Regions from separate parts of the Oryctolagus cuniculus genome. Here region 2 is linked to region 1. Evidence: chromatin contacts called from public Micro-C data. All regions are on one chromosome and are shown on one strand. Each heading gives the region's core, a stretch centred on a gene start, on an enhancer-like site or on the middle of the called end of the contact. The rest is flanking DNA. Distances are from core to core; before and after follow the strand shown. Region 1 holds the start of MIPEP (mitochondrial intermediate peptidase). Region 2 holds the start of MTMR6 (myotubularin related protein 6).

Region 1 (7,096 bases), core at 2,313-4,812:
CCAACATCCCCCCAAAAGTCTAAACTATTTCAACATCAACTCTAAATCCAAAAATCTCATCTGCCTGTCATCAACTTAAAGTCCTAAATCTTGCCCTTTAAGCCACTGAGACCTATTGTATGATTTTCCTCCTGCAGCAAAATTGCTCTCCACTTGGGAATGCGTGCAACCATGAAAGCTACCCGCTTTCACAATTCAGTGAAGGGCCAGGCATAGGGCAGGCAGCCCCATTCCAAGAAGGGATAATTGGAGGATCAAAGGAATCATGAGTTCCTAAGAAGTCCAGAATCCAGCCGCAAAAATTCCATTAGCCTTTTTTTCACTGTGTACCTCGCTAAAAGTTTTAAAATGAGGTACAAAGGAGAGAAGTAGCTACTGGACCAAGATGTCAGAGTTATAGTTAGAAGTGCAGAATAGGGGTGGATTTACTAAGAGAGTAGGTTCAAAGGGAAAGTTTTCCTTCATGACTATAGTGGACATTTCTTGTTTTGTTTCCATTTTGTTTGTTTGAGGGAGAGAGAGAGAGAGAGAATCTCTCCATCTGATGTTCACTCCCCAGATGCCTACAGCAGCCAGGGCTGGACCAAGTATAAGCAAGACGCCTCGAACTCAGTCCAATCCGGGCCTCCCACGTTCGTGGTAGGGACCCAAGTACGGCATTAGCAGGAGGCTGAAATCAGAACAGGAGCTGGGACTTGAATGTAGGCAACTCCAGTATGGGACGTGGGCCTCCCAAGTGGTCTTAACTGCTATATCAAATGCATGCCCTAATGTTTCCTATTTGAATCGATACCATAGATTTCTCTTCCTTCTAGTACAATATCCTAATGTCCACTTTCTGGTCAAGTCTTCCAAATGGTATAAACTTGAATCTCTGGGTCAGGACCGGTGATCAGAACAGCACCTTCCAGCAGCCATGGTGACTTCTGCGAGATGGCACTTGATCCTGTCAGAGAAGCAATGGCACAATTTTGTGCCAAAAAGGGGGGGGGGGCCTGCTCTTTGTCAAGTGCAGTCAGAACAGGGAGGATGCAGACTTGAAGCTGACAGCACCCACTTTCTCATCTGCAGAGCTGCAGGATGAAGCCAAGTAGAGCTGGAAATACCCAAGCTACAGTGGTATGACTGGGGTCCCTACATTTCACCTGCTGGGGACCTATTCCCTAACCTGACATGCTGATGGTATTGGGAAGTGGAGCCTTTTGGAGATAGTAGGGTTAGATAAGGTCGTGGGGGTGGGGCTTTATAAGAAGAGGAAGAGAGGCCTGAGCGGGTACACTTGTTCTGTGTCGCCATATGGTGCCCTCTGCTGTGCTATGACGCAGCACAAGGCCCTCATCAGATGCCGGGCATGTGCTGGCGCCGGCCCTTGCACCTCCCTGTCTCCAGAGCCATGGGATCAGTAAGTGTCTGTTCTTTACAAATAACTCACTCTGTGGCTTTCAGTTCTAGCAACAGGAAACTGAGGGGGGCACCAGTCCTGATGGCATTGTTCAGGCTTCTAACTCCTGCTGTATCTGTAGCCTGAGTGAGCCCTGGACTATTTTGCTCTGCAGCCAACAATTTGTATGCTTAAACTAGACTGGTGAGGTGGTATTGCTGTTACTGCCACTCATGTCTCAAAAAAAAAACAAAAAAAACAAAAAAACAAAAAACTCAGGTGGTCCAAGGTCCAAGGACAGGGGCAACATGGTACCATGGAAAAAGCCCAGGACTAAGACTTGAGGGATATGGTTGTCCTCATAGCCATGACAGAGGAATTTGAAGTTAGCCTTTCTGTGCCCCAGGCGCCTGTTGTGCAGTAGTGTGGGAGCTGAATAATTTCATGTGCTCCCAATCTTTCTAATTCTTCAAGTAATTGCATATGCTAAGCTAATATAATAGACTTTTTTTTTCTTTTCTTCTTCTTTTTTTTTTTTTTTTTTGACTGGCAGAGTTAGATTGTGAGAGAGAGAGAGAGACAGAGAAAGGTCTTCCTTCCGTTGATTCACTCCCCAAATGGCTGCCAAGGCCAGCGTGCTGTGCTGATCTGAAGCCAGGAGCCAGGTCTGGTCTCCCATGTGGGTGCAGGGTCCAAGCACTTGGGCCATCCTCCTCCACTGCCTTTCCGGGCCACAGCAGAGAGCTGGACTGGAAGAAGAGCAGCCGGAACAGAATCTGGCGCTCTGACTGGGACTAGAACCCGGGTTGCCAGAGCCGCAGGTGGAGGATTAGCCTAGTGAGCCGCGGCGCCGGCCTATAGACTTTTCTACACTAAGCATTTAAACCAAATCATTCCTAAAATTTGCCGAAACAAATAGTCTGCTGGTATCCTTTGAGTCTGAAACAATCATCTTGCCAGAATTTTCTAGTTCCTTATATGATCTGAATGTAAGGGCCGTGCTGTGGCTTACATGTGTCTCCCAAATTTCATGTGTTGAAAACGTAATCTCCACGGGCTGGTGTTGTAGTGCAGAGGCTTAAGCAGCTGTCTGCAGCACTGGCATCCCAAAAGGACACCAGTTCAAGTCCTGGCTGCTCCACCCAGCTCCCCGCTAATGCGCTCCTTTCTGCCCATTTTCCTGGGTCTCCTGGTTCCCACCCACTCCACCAGCTTCACTTCTGCAGAAATAACAGTTTCAAGGGGCTGGTCCTGGCCCCCTGAGATGCCCGTGGCAGGTCTCTGGGGCACAGCCAGAGCTTGTCCAAGCACAGAGCACTCTGCATTCAAGTCTAGCGTGATTTTTCACTCATTTAAAAGAGACTGGGGCTGATGGAAATTTCCAGAAGTCTTCCCCAAACAGCCTTCTCTTTCATTGTAAGGCCTCCAAACACAATTTCCTAATACATTCCCTCCCTTCTGCCCCATCTTCGTTCACCTGTTGTTAATTGAAGTTTGGCAAAATCGTGTGTGTGTGTGTGTGTGTGTGTATTATTTAATTTGAAAGGCAGAGAAAGAGGTCTGTTCTGGCAGTTCACTTCTCAAATGTTTGCAATGGCCAGGGGGTCTCAGTCCGGGTCTCCAATGTGGCAGGAAGCTGGAGTCAAGAGTGAGGGTGTGGGGGGTTTGTTGGGGAATGGGGTGGGAATGGAATCCAGGTACTGACACGAGACGCACATGACCTCACCTCTAGGCTCAAGGCCCACTCCCTGTACTAATTTATATTGTAAATTATTATAATTTTACAAACCCCAATAGACGAAGATTCACGGCTAGTTAATTCACTCTGCTGCACACAACCCTAACTCACGTGCACTCACATTGTGGACCATCATTCAAGTGTAGACAGGTGAACTGGACGGACTGACAAGATGGCGTGTCCGCGACCCCGGGTCGGGCCACAGACCTTGTCACTAAGTCATGTCGGGGAAGGCACCAAGAGCTCAGAATGCAAGGCTGCATTCTCTTGGATTCCTGCTTCAGGAAGAATTCGAATGTTTAGTAATAAGACTCTTCTCAATCCCCCGCTAGTCACGTGGGCAGGACCGGCCAACACTCACCGTTCCTTATTCCAGCCACACGGGGGCGTCGTTCACCAGAAGTTGCCTAAAAAGCGGCGGGGTGACGCTCTTGCCCACGTCCTGACGGCCTCGCGCCCTGACCCGGAAGCGCGGGCGTCACGTGGTGCGGCGTGAGCCGCTACCTTGGAAACGCGGAGAGCGTGTGCCCTGCGAGAGCTGCAGCGCGGCGGCCGGGGGCCCCTCTAGCTCCACGATGCTGTGCACCCAGAGGCTGGGCCGCCTCAGCGCCGGAGTAGGGGCTCTGCGGCCCAGGCGAGCAGGCCAGGGCAGCTTCGGAGCCGGGCTCTGGGCCCGGAGGGTCAGCACCAGCTGGTCCCCGGTGGGCGCCGCCTTCAATGTCAAGCCCCAGGGTCTCCGCCTGGACCTGTTCGGCGAGCGCCGGGTGAGCGGCGCCGCAGGAAGCGCCCCTTGTGTCCCCACACTCGGGCGGTCCCCTTATTCTGCGGCCAGCGGCGATCCGGGCAAGGTCGTTTGGGTCTGGGCAGAGCTGGACACCGCACCGTTGTCCGGGGGGCGTATCGTGTGCAGCCCTAGCGACCTTGCGGATAAGGGAGCTGGGCGGGGCGGCCTGAGTGAACTTTTCGGCGCAGTGCGGGGTGCAGGGATCGCCTCTGCGGGACCCCTGAGCCTCGGCGCCGCCTGCTGGAGTTGGGTGTTGCTCCCGCTCTCCCGCTGCCTCTGAAGGAAGGGGTCTCCTGCGAGGTCGCAGCCGGTGTCACGTCGTGTCAGCAAGGCCTCGGTGGACCTCGGTGGTGTCGGACTAACTCCACTGACGCCCGAGGTTCGGGCACCCGATAACCCATTCTTTCAGAACTTTGGACTTCCTTGTTTGCTATATATATATATTTTAAGACTGATTTATTTGAAAGTCAGAGAGAGAGAGAGAGAGCGAGAGAAAGGGCTTCCATCCGCTGGTTACTCCCCAGTTGGCCCCAACGGCCTGAGTTGCGCTGATCTGAAGCCAGGAGTCAGGAATTTATATATATACACATATTTATTTATTTGAAAGGTCAGAGTTACACAGAGAGAGGAGAGGCAGAGAGAGAGAGAGAGGTCCTCCATCTGATGGTTCACTCCCCTATTGGCCATAACAGCTGGAGCTGCACCGATGTGAAGCCAGGAGCCAGGAGTTTCTTCCGGGTCTCCCACGCGGTTGCAGGGGCCCAAGCACTTGGGCCATCCTCCACTGCTATCCCAGGCCACAGCAGAGAGCTGGATTGGAAGTGGAGCAGCCGGACTCGAGCCGGCGTCCCTATGGGTTGCCTGCACTGCTGGTGGTGGCTTTACCCACTAAGCCACAGTGGCGGGCCCTTTGTTTGCTTTTAAGAGCAAAACCCTGTTGCTAGGCGTCTGATTTCCTGGTCATGTTGATTCTTACCCTAGGAAGTGCCTGGATTGACTTTTTTGGTTCTTGTTTTATTTCGGTGTCCATTTTGCCTATTTTAGACTGAAGGCTACTTTTTTGCCTTCATAACTAATCTCATTATACCATTGCCTTATAAAGAGTGTAGGAGATAACGCAGGGTGCTAGGCGGTATGTTTTGTATTTTATCTCCATTACTAGCTCTAAGGTTCTCTTTGTGTGAAATTTGCTGCTCCAGTGTCTGTGGCAGTAGATCATGTTGGTATTTGCATGGTTGATGCGAGGGGAGCTACCTGTGGGTACTCAGCAGGAAGACGGGGAGGGTAGGCCTGGTCCAGGTGGGTGAAATATATAATTATTGCTTTTTCTTCGGTGCATCAAGATTTCAGGTACTGATAATCAGACTTTTGGCTTTTGCCTTGAAAAAATGGTTATGTAGGTAAAAAAAATTCTTGGAAAAAAAATTTTTTTTTTAATTTGAAAGGCAGAGAGAGAGAGCAAGCTTCTGTCTGCTGGGTCACTCCCCAGGTGTCCACAGCAGCGGGAGCTGGGTTCAGGCCAAAGCCAGAAACCAAGGCACGCATTCAGTCTGTGTCTCTCGTGTGGGTGGCAGGGATCCAGGTACCCGAGCCGTCACCTGTTGCCTCCCAGGTGCGCATCGACAGGAAGCTGGAATTAGGAGTGGAGCGGGACTCCAGCCCCGGCGTTCCAGGATGGGATGTGCCAGATGCTTGCCCACGGCGTAGTTTTTTTTTTTTTTTTTTTTTTTTAGCATTATTTGGTAGCTGGAGATTTTAGAATTCCCAGTTGTCTTTCATTTATTTTCTTGATCTTCTTAATGTATTTTGAAGAGAGGTTAACAGCGCAGATTCATGGATCCATTCTTTTGGAAACAGTAGCCTTGTAAGGCCTGGAAGATTTACCTGTTCGTGATTCCTAAAGTCTTCATATGAAGTGTCTACGAAGTTAAATCCTCTGCATTTGTTTCCATCACTGAATTCAGCCACGTGTTAGGCAGCTGACTCTAGAGTGGCGGGCACGGTTCCTGCCTCCAGGAGCTTGCCTTGCCGGCACAGGGGACTGTCAGACACATGGGCTGCAATACGGGAGGTTTGGGCAAGTGTGGCTCAGTGGTGTGCAGAGTAGGGGCAAGTCCTGGCTCTCCCACTGCTCGTTAGTGACCTCACACCTGTTGCTGTATTAATAAAAGGAGAACAGTACTCTCTGTTCTAGCTCCGTGGGATTTAAATGAGAAAATTTATTATATGAGGTATATATAATATACTTGATGCTGTGCCATAGATGCATGTTAAAAGCCTTTCCCCCTGCTTTCTTGAGTGTCCCGGCAAATGATGCAAAAAGTGCTATACTTTCTACCTTAGTACCTGTGTCCATGCCGTGAGCCATGTATTGATTGACATCTCTGTTGTACCTGATGAGACAGTTGAGATCTGTGATGAAAAGTAACTTGGCCTTGGTTGCAAGCTGGTGATTATAGCTGACATGTCAAATGCTTTCTGCATGCCAGCTATTCTGAAAGTTAACAAGTAAAAAAAAGGTTTATTTATAAGTCAGAGCTACATGGGATGGGGTGTGGAGAGAGAGCTCTACCTGCTATCTGATGGTTCACTCAGCAGATGGCCACAATGGCCTGGGCTGAGCCAGGCCAAAGCCAGGAGCTTCATCTGGGTTTCCCACGTGGATGGCAGAGTCCCAGGCACTTGGGCCATTAGTAGAGCAGCCAGGACTCAAACTGGTACCCATATGGGATGCCAGCACTGCAGGTGGTTGCTCTATGCCGCAACACTGGTCCCCTGAAAATTAGATGGTTCTCCAGTAAGTGATAGCTGGAGTTTGACCCCACCCTTTTCTGTTTGGTTATTTAGAAAAGCAGTACCTATGATCCTAGGTATAATTATGTGATATGCCAACAACAACTGAGATTTCCTTTATGAAAAAAGTATTTTTAGTTAATACAATAAAAAATAATAGTTTTGGACCTATTTGGATTTAAGGGTCTTTTTGGAGTTCCTGAGCTCAGCACCCCAGAAGGATTTCACGTTGCACAAGAGAAAGCCCTAAGAAAGACAGAGTTTCTGGTGGAGCGCGCATGCTCATCACCCCCGGGGCCCCAGACCGTGCTCATCTTTGACGAGCTGTCGGATTCCTTGTGCAGAGTGGCTGACTTGGTAAGACACCTTTTCTCTTTCAAGCTGTTGACGTTGGAGTCAA
Region 2 (7,292 bases), core at 4,783-7,282, 650 kb before region 1:
TCCTTTTCCAACTATGTCTAATTTGCTAAACCTGTCCAATGAATGTTTTAAATTTCAATTTTTGTACTTTTGTCTCAGTATTCATGGGGGAATTTGTTTCAGGACACTGCATATAACCAAAATCCATGGGTGCTCAAGTCCCTTATATAAAACAGCATAGAATTTGCATAGAACCAACACAAAGCCTCCCATATACTTTATTTTTCATTTGTATTTGTTTTTAGATTTTATTTATTTATTTGAAAGTCAAATTTACACAGAGAGAAAAGGCAGAGGGAAGTCTTCCTTCCAATGGTTCACTCCCCAGTTGGCCACAATGGCTAGAGCTGCGCCGATCCGAAGCCAGGAGCCTCCTCCGAGTCTGCCACGTAGGGGAGACTCTTGGTGCAGGTACCCAAGGCCTTGGGCCATCTTCTACTGCTTTCCCAGGCCATAGCAGAGAGCTGGATCAGAAGTGGAGAAACTGTGTCTCAAACCGGTGTCCATATGGGATGCTGGCACTTTAGGCCAGGGCGTTAACCTGCTTCGCCTCAGCGCTGACCCCTCCTATATACTTTAAGAAGCTCTAGATTACTTATAATATCTAATAACAATGCAAATGCTATGGAAATGGTTGTTACACTGTACTGTTTAGGGAATAATGAACAAGAAAGACTCTACATGTTCAGTAGAGACAGATTTTTTTCTGAATATTTTTGGATGTGGAACCCACAAAGGCAGAGTGCTGACTATATTTTCTCTTCTCTTCTCTTCTCTTCTCTTCTCTTCTCTTCTCTTCTTTTCTTTTTTACAGGAAGAGTTGGACAGTGAGAGAGACAAAGAGAAAGGTCTTCCTTCCGTTGGTTCACTCCCCAAATGGCTACTACTGCCGGCACAGCGGTGCCGATCTGAAGCCAGGAACCAGGTACTTCTTCCTGGTCTCCCATGCGGGTGCAGGGCCCAAGCACTTGTGGCCTCCCGGGCCACAGCAGAGAGCTGGACTGGAAGAGGGGCAACCGGGACAGAATCTGGCGCCCCAGCCGGGACTAGAACCCGGGATGCTGGCGCCACAGGTGGAGGATTAGCCTAGGGAGCTGCAGCGCCGGCCGACTATATTTTCATTTATAAAATTCTATTTGGGTCCTCTTTCTATCTGATAAATAATTTAAAAAATTTCCCTGTACATTGCATATATTTTCATTGTCATTTATTTCTTTAACGATAACAAGCAAGGTTGTTCTATAATATAAGAATCATAATTATAAAATCTCTATTGTTAACATATCATTCCTGCTGACTGTCTCTTTTTTTTTTTTTTTTTTTTTTGACAGGCAGAGTGGACAGTGAGAGAGAGAGAGAGAGAGAGAAAGGTCTTCCTTTTCCGTTGGTTCACCCTCCAATGGCTGCCGCGGCTGGTGCGCTGCGGCTGGCGCACCGAGCTGATCCGATGGCAGGAGCCAGGTACTTCTCCTGGTCTCCCATGGGGTGCAGGGCCCAAGCACTTGGGCCATCCTCCACTGCACTCCCTGGCCACAGCAGAGAGCTGGCCTGGAAGAGGGGCAACCGGGACAGAATCTGGTTCTGCGCCCCGACCAGGACTAGAACCCGGTGTGCCGGCGCCGCAAGGCGGAGGATTAGCCTAGTGAGCCGTGGCGCTGGCCGCTGACTGTCTCTTAAGAATTGCTTTCTTTTGTGCTGGTTAGTTTTGTGACTTAATTTTAATTTTCCTTAGAAAATTAATGTAATTGTGAGAGTTATTTGAGGCCTATTATAAAAGCATATTCTACCAAAAAGGATTTATATTTGCTGCTGTAAAGTTGCTAAGAAAGATTAATCCCAACCACATAAACCACATTTCCAGCTTGAGGTTTTGAGATTACATAGGTAAGACTCCAGGTTGCAAATCTGTCTACAGGCCTCTTCAGGATTGTCTTAGACATCCCACTTTTCTCAATATCAAGGCTGACTGCCTTGCAGTCTTACCAGGTGGGATCTGATTGGCTGAGTTTCCTTCTGGCTCTGGCCATGTGTGGGAGGGATCTCCCATTGGATTCTCCATTGACTTTGACTTCTGAACTTCATATCCCAGACTGGTATCAAGACAGAGAGGAGAGGCCGGCGCTGTGGCATATTGGGTAAACTGCTGCCTGCAGTGCCAGCGTCCCATATGTGCTCTGGTTCAGGTCCTGAGTGCTCCACTTCTGATCCAGCTCTCTGCTGTAGCCTGGGAAAGCAGTGGAGCATGGCTCAAGCCCTTGTGTCCCTGCAACCATGTGGGTGACCCGGAGGGGGCTCCTGGCTCCAGATCGGCATAGCTCCAGCTATTGCAGCTGGGGAGTGAACCAGCAGATGGAAGACCTCTCTCTCTTTCTCTCTCTTTGCCTCTACCTCTCTGTAACTCTGCCTTTCAAATAAATAGATAAATCTTGAAAAAAAAAAAGAATAAATTCACCTGACTTGGAAATGGCCCACTTAAAGCATCAGCTTCTGCTTCGTGCTTGCTTAATCTCCGTGCATATGCTTTCCTTTTTATTTTGCACCTGTAAGTGTTCACTATCTTGTCAGTTATTTGATGCTTATATAATTGATTGATTTACATGTTGTCCATTATTTTATTTTTCATAAAGGCAGGGAGATTTCCTGATTTACCATAGTGCCATAAATGGAACTTTGGTATGGATTTTGGAAAGCAAATCAAACAGAATGGTTCTTAAGAATACAGATTCTATCAGCCCTTAAGACATTCAGATCCAGCTAAAAAACCCATGAGAGTTTCTCAGGCATGGAAAGCCAAGACACTGTGGCAAAAACAAAACAAAACAAAACAAAACAAACAAACAAACAAAAAAACCTAAATGAAAGATCTCTGTGAGTGAGATCCCAGCGGAAAGAACAGGCCATCAAAGAAGATAGTACCTTTCTCTGAAGGGAGGGAGGAGAGAACTTCCACTTTGATTATTGCCTTGTCTAAATAAGGTCGGAGTGTGTGAACTCATGAGGCTTCCATAGCCTTGGCAGCTCATGACAAGAGTCTCAGGTGATTACTGATGTCATAAATAAGAGTGTCAATTGTTAAATCACCACTGGGAGTCACTGTACACTTGCTCCTCATGTAGGATCTCTGTCCTTAATGTGTTGTACTATGTGAATTAATGGTAAAACTACTACTCAAACAGTACTTATACTTTATTTACCTGTGTGTGGGTAAACTGTTGAAATCTTAGTATATACCAAATTGCTCTTCTGTATATAAAGATAATTGAAAATGAATCTTGATGAAGAATGGGATGGGAGAGGGAGTGGGAGATGGGATGGTTGTGGGTGGGAGGGAGGTTATGGAGGGAAAAGCTACTATAATACAAAAGTTGTACTTTGGAAATTTATATTTATTAAATAAAAATTTAAAAACATTTGGGGCCTGTGCCGTGGCTCACTAGGTTAATCCTCTGCCTGTGGCGCCAGCATCCCTTATGGGCGCCGGGTTCTGGTCCCAGTTGCTCCTCTTCCAGTCCAGCTCTCTGCTGTGGCCTGGGAGGGCAGTGGAAGATGGCCCAAGTGCTTGGGTCCCTGCACCCGCATGGGAGACCAGGAAGAAGCACCTGGTTCCTAGCTTCAGAACTGGCTCAGCGCCCGCTGTAGGGGCCATTTGGGGAGTGAATCAATGGAAGGAAGACCTTTCTCTCTGTCTCTCACTGTCTACAACTCTACCTACCAAATAAAATAAAAAAATTAAGAATCACAAGTGAGTATTATACAAAAGCTTCCTTGGGAATATTCATCATACATCATGCATTTAGGAGCCACCCAGCAAAACAGCATGGGGCTGATTTGTCATAAAATATAAGCCTCTGGTCGTATTAAGAAAATAAATACTATATTTAAAGTCTTAAAAAAAGAATACAGATTGGCTGGCGCCACAGCTCACTAGGCTAATCCTCCGCCTTGCGGCACCGGCACACCGGGTTCTAGTCCCGGTCGGGGCGCCGGATTCTGTCCCGGTTGCCCCTCTTCCAGGCCAGCTCTCTGCTGTGGCCCGGGAGTGCAGTGGAGGATGGCCCAAGTCCTTGGGCCCTGCACCCCATGGGAGATCAGGATAAGTACCTGGCTCCTGCCATCGGATCAGCGCAGCACGCCGGCCGCGGTGGCCATTGGAGGGTGAACCAACGGAAAAGGAAGACCTTTCTCTCTGTCTCTCTCTCTCACTGTCCACTCTGCCTATCAAAAAAAAAAAAAAAAAAGATTACAGATTCTAGAGTCAGACTGTCTGTTTTCATATCATGGATCTATGCTTTCTGCAAGTTACTTAACTTCATTGCCTTTCACTTTTCTTATCTTTAAAGTGAGGAAAATAATAGTATTTCCTCATATGCATTTGGTACTCTCATGGTCACTTGATATCACTTGGTGTTAGCCAACCAAGTTATCATTATCTCTCTATGAGAACTGGTCAGAGGAAGGAAACCAACAGAACAGCAAAAGATAAGAAAGAGGAGCCTGGCATATATGGCATACATGGGAAAAGGAACATACAGACTTTTGGGAGAGATTTTATCAAAGAACTCTCTATGTTATACAATAGAATTCATGTCATTTTGTTTCTGAAAAATTATTTTTCAGTGTTTCCCTTGACCCTCCACCACGCAGGATTTGTGTGTGTGTGTGTGTGTGTGTGTGTATTTTAGATGTGATACTGGGCAGAAACTGTAGGTAGTTCAGTCTTATCCTTGTTACACATTTACCTTACAGGGGTTAGCTAGGCCACCAAAAAACCTGTTGTGTTTATCAGGCATCTCCATGGAGGTACTCAAAACAAGACAATACCAAGAACACTTGATGTAAAATGAAACAAAAAAATCTTTTTTTACCTAGAATGTAAAAATTAGAGAGGTGTTGGTAACACCAACTATAGTAAGAAAGATGGAGTAGGGGCCTTTGTTCTAGTGTAGCGGGTAAAGCCATGGCCTGCAGTGCCGGCATCCTACTGGACACCGGTTTGAGTCCCGGCTGCTCCACTTCCCATCAGCTCTCTGTTGTAGCCTGGGAAAGCAGTAGAAGATGGCCCAAGTCTTTGGACCCCTGCACCTGCGTGGAAGACCCAGAAGAAGCTCCTGGCTCCTGGCTTCAGATCAGCACAGGGCTCAGCTCCAGCCTTTGTGGCCAAATGGGGTGTGAACCAGAAGGTGGAAGACCTCTCTCTCTCTGCCTCTCCTCCTTTCTGTGTAACTCTGAATTTCAAATAAATAAATAAACTTTTTCTTTTTTTAAAAAAGAAAGATGGTGTGATAACGTCCTTCCTCACATTTTGAAATCACAAAAGTGAAACTGCTGGGTGCAGAACGCCCAGAAGTCCGCAGCAGGGATCGCCCACGTCTGCACCAGTCTCCTGGGCAGGACAGCTCTTGGTCCGGGGCGTTGCTCTGTGCTCGGCAGCAGTTCTGGCCCCCACCTAACCCACCATGTGACAACCAGAACTGTCCTCAGATCTTGCTGCAGGCCGAGAAACACTATGTTAGAGGAATTACAGCAGTCTTGTACAGTCCATCCTACCATCTCAAAACGTAAACTTAACCAAGTGCCATCACACTGTAGCCGAGAGGCCCCCATCCCCCACTGATACAGCACCAGCGTTTTTTAAGGGATAGTCCTGTAGGATGATCTTTATGGGATGCTATTACTACTGAATGAATACAGAATTACGTAACTAATCCTATCGCATGGGAGCATTTGTTGAACCTGATTATTGCCTTAAAATAAATGCCAATGAGTAGAATCGCAACTCGAACTAAAGCTTCTACTTTGGTGCTGCCCGCTGGCACGGTGACGGATTTCAGAGACATCCAGCCTCGTCCTCATGTCCCAGATGCCCTTCCCTCCGGATCCATCCTCGAACCGGGAGAAGCGTGGGTCCTGGCGGGGGCTTCTCTGGCCAGACAACGAACCACACCCGGGAGGGGTTGGTGAGCGTGTGAGTCCTCCACGCGCAAGGGGGCGCTGTGGAATCTGCCGAAGCCCCCAACAACCCAGGGCGTCGCTCTCTTCCAGCGGCCGCTCCGCCCTCCCGCCCCGCGATCTCTTCGGCGGCCACCGGGTTTGGGGAAGCGTTACTAGGAGACGGCGCTCGCCGACCGCGCCTGCGCCGTGGACACCGCCCCGGGCGGGTTGACGGATGTAGGCGCTGGCCGGCTGAGCGAGTTCCTGCTGGTCCTGGGTAGCTGTCGCCGCCCGGTTTCTGTCGGCTCATGGTGCGCCTGTGAGGCCCGCTGCCGGCAGACGTCTCCTCGAGATGGAGCACATCCGGACGACCAAGGTAACTGGCCGCTGCTCCTGGTCTGAGCAGGCTGACGCGGCCGGGGGCCTGGCCGGAGTCGGCGGGGCCTGGTGCGGGAGGACGGGGTCAGCTTGGGCCGAGGAGGTGCGGAGGGCTGTTTTTCAGCACTCCGGCGAGAAAATCTGTCGCCACCTTCTTGGCTTTTACAGCCTCCTGGGCGGAGCTGAGTGCGCCTTAGCTTTGGGAGCTTTCCGCCGTTCGCCGGCTTCGGTACCGGAAAACCCAGTGGGTTCCCGAATCAGCCTCACGATGCTTGCCCGCGTCTCTTTGTCCGGTGTCACAGATGGGTGGTGCTGTGCGATTCGGCGGAGCCAGGAGCAGCTCTGCGCCGCACCTCGCTTTCGTGCCTCGGTCTCGGGTCGTTCAGGTCCGGTGTTCCCGTGTCTGTGCTGCGAACTTCAGCCGTCGCCCTTGGTGTCCATAGTGGGAGTTACGCAGGAGGGGACAGTGTTACTCCGTGGAGCTCATTAAATCCCGCACTCAACTTTTGTGTGTGAAACGTGCATTTTTCGAGACCGAGCGAGTCTTCGTTATGATTCCTTTTGAAGGAAATAGCATCAGAATATGACCAGATTTCTTTTTCCAGCGACGTTTTAAGATGCGCTTCAGCCTTGGGAGGGAGAAACACAGACATCAAAGGCAGAAGAATTGAGTGTCATTATTGTAAGATGGCAGGGAGCGTAACAAAATGCGGCGGAGGACGCAGCCCGAGTGCTGGACTCTCCGTGTTTTGCCAAAGCCCGAACTGGCCGTCGGGTGCTGCGCATCTTAAAGTTAGCTTGCGTTCAGGGAACTAGCGGGCGCAGGCTGTCTTCGCTGTTCCAAGGAGAATCTGAAATCTGTATCTTCAGAAACTCTTCTCATCTAAGGTGTGTGTGGATTTTTATTAGGGCTTGTTTTCAACGTTGAGTATACTATGCCTAGTAAAATTACATGCCCAAAACTAATTCCTCCCCTCCCCCAAAAAAGCTTTGTTTTTAAGAGA

Evidence for each region. Hi-C and Micro-C count contacts between places; a contact is called where the count stands out from the background.
Region 2: a contact with region 1 is called in a Micro-C map of ear pinna, with 9 times the contacts expected there. The contact joins the promoter of MTMR6 here to the promoter of MIPEP in region 1. A contact is called at or near these places in 2 of 6 Hi-C or Micro-C datasets (ear pinna and an unstated tissue).

Annotation. Positions count from the first base shown.
Region 1 is chr9:94,654,757-94,661,852 of mOryCun1.1, reverse strand. It overlaps MIPEP (mitochondrial intermediate peptidase), which reads left to right and starts at 3,562. Exons shown (of 19, transcript XM_002712797.5): 1 at 3,562-3,883; 2 at 6,880-7,053. The coding sequence starts at 3,695.
Region 2 is chr9:95,308,011-95,315,302 of mOryCun1.1, reverse strand. MTMR6 (myotubularin related protein 6) reads left to right here and starts at 6,032. Exons shown (of 14, transcript XM_008259900.4): 1 at 6,032-6,286. The coding sequence starts at 6,263.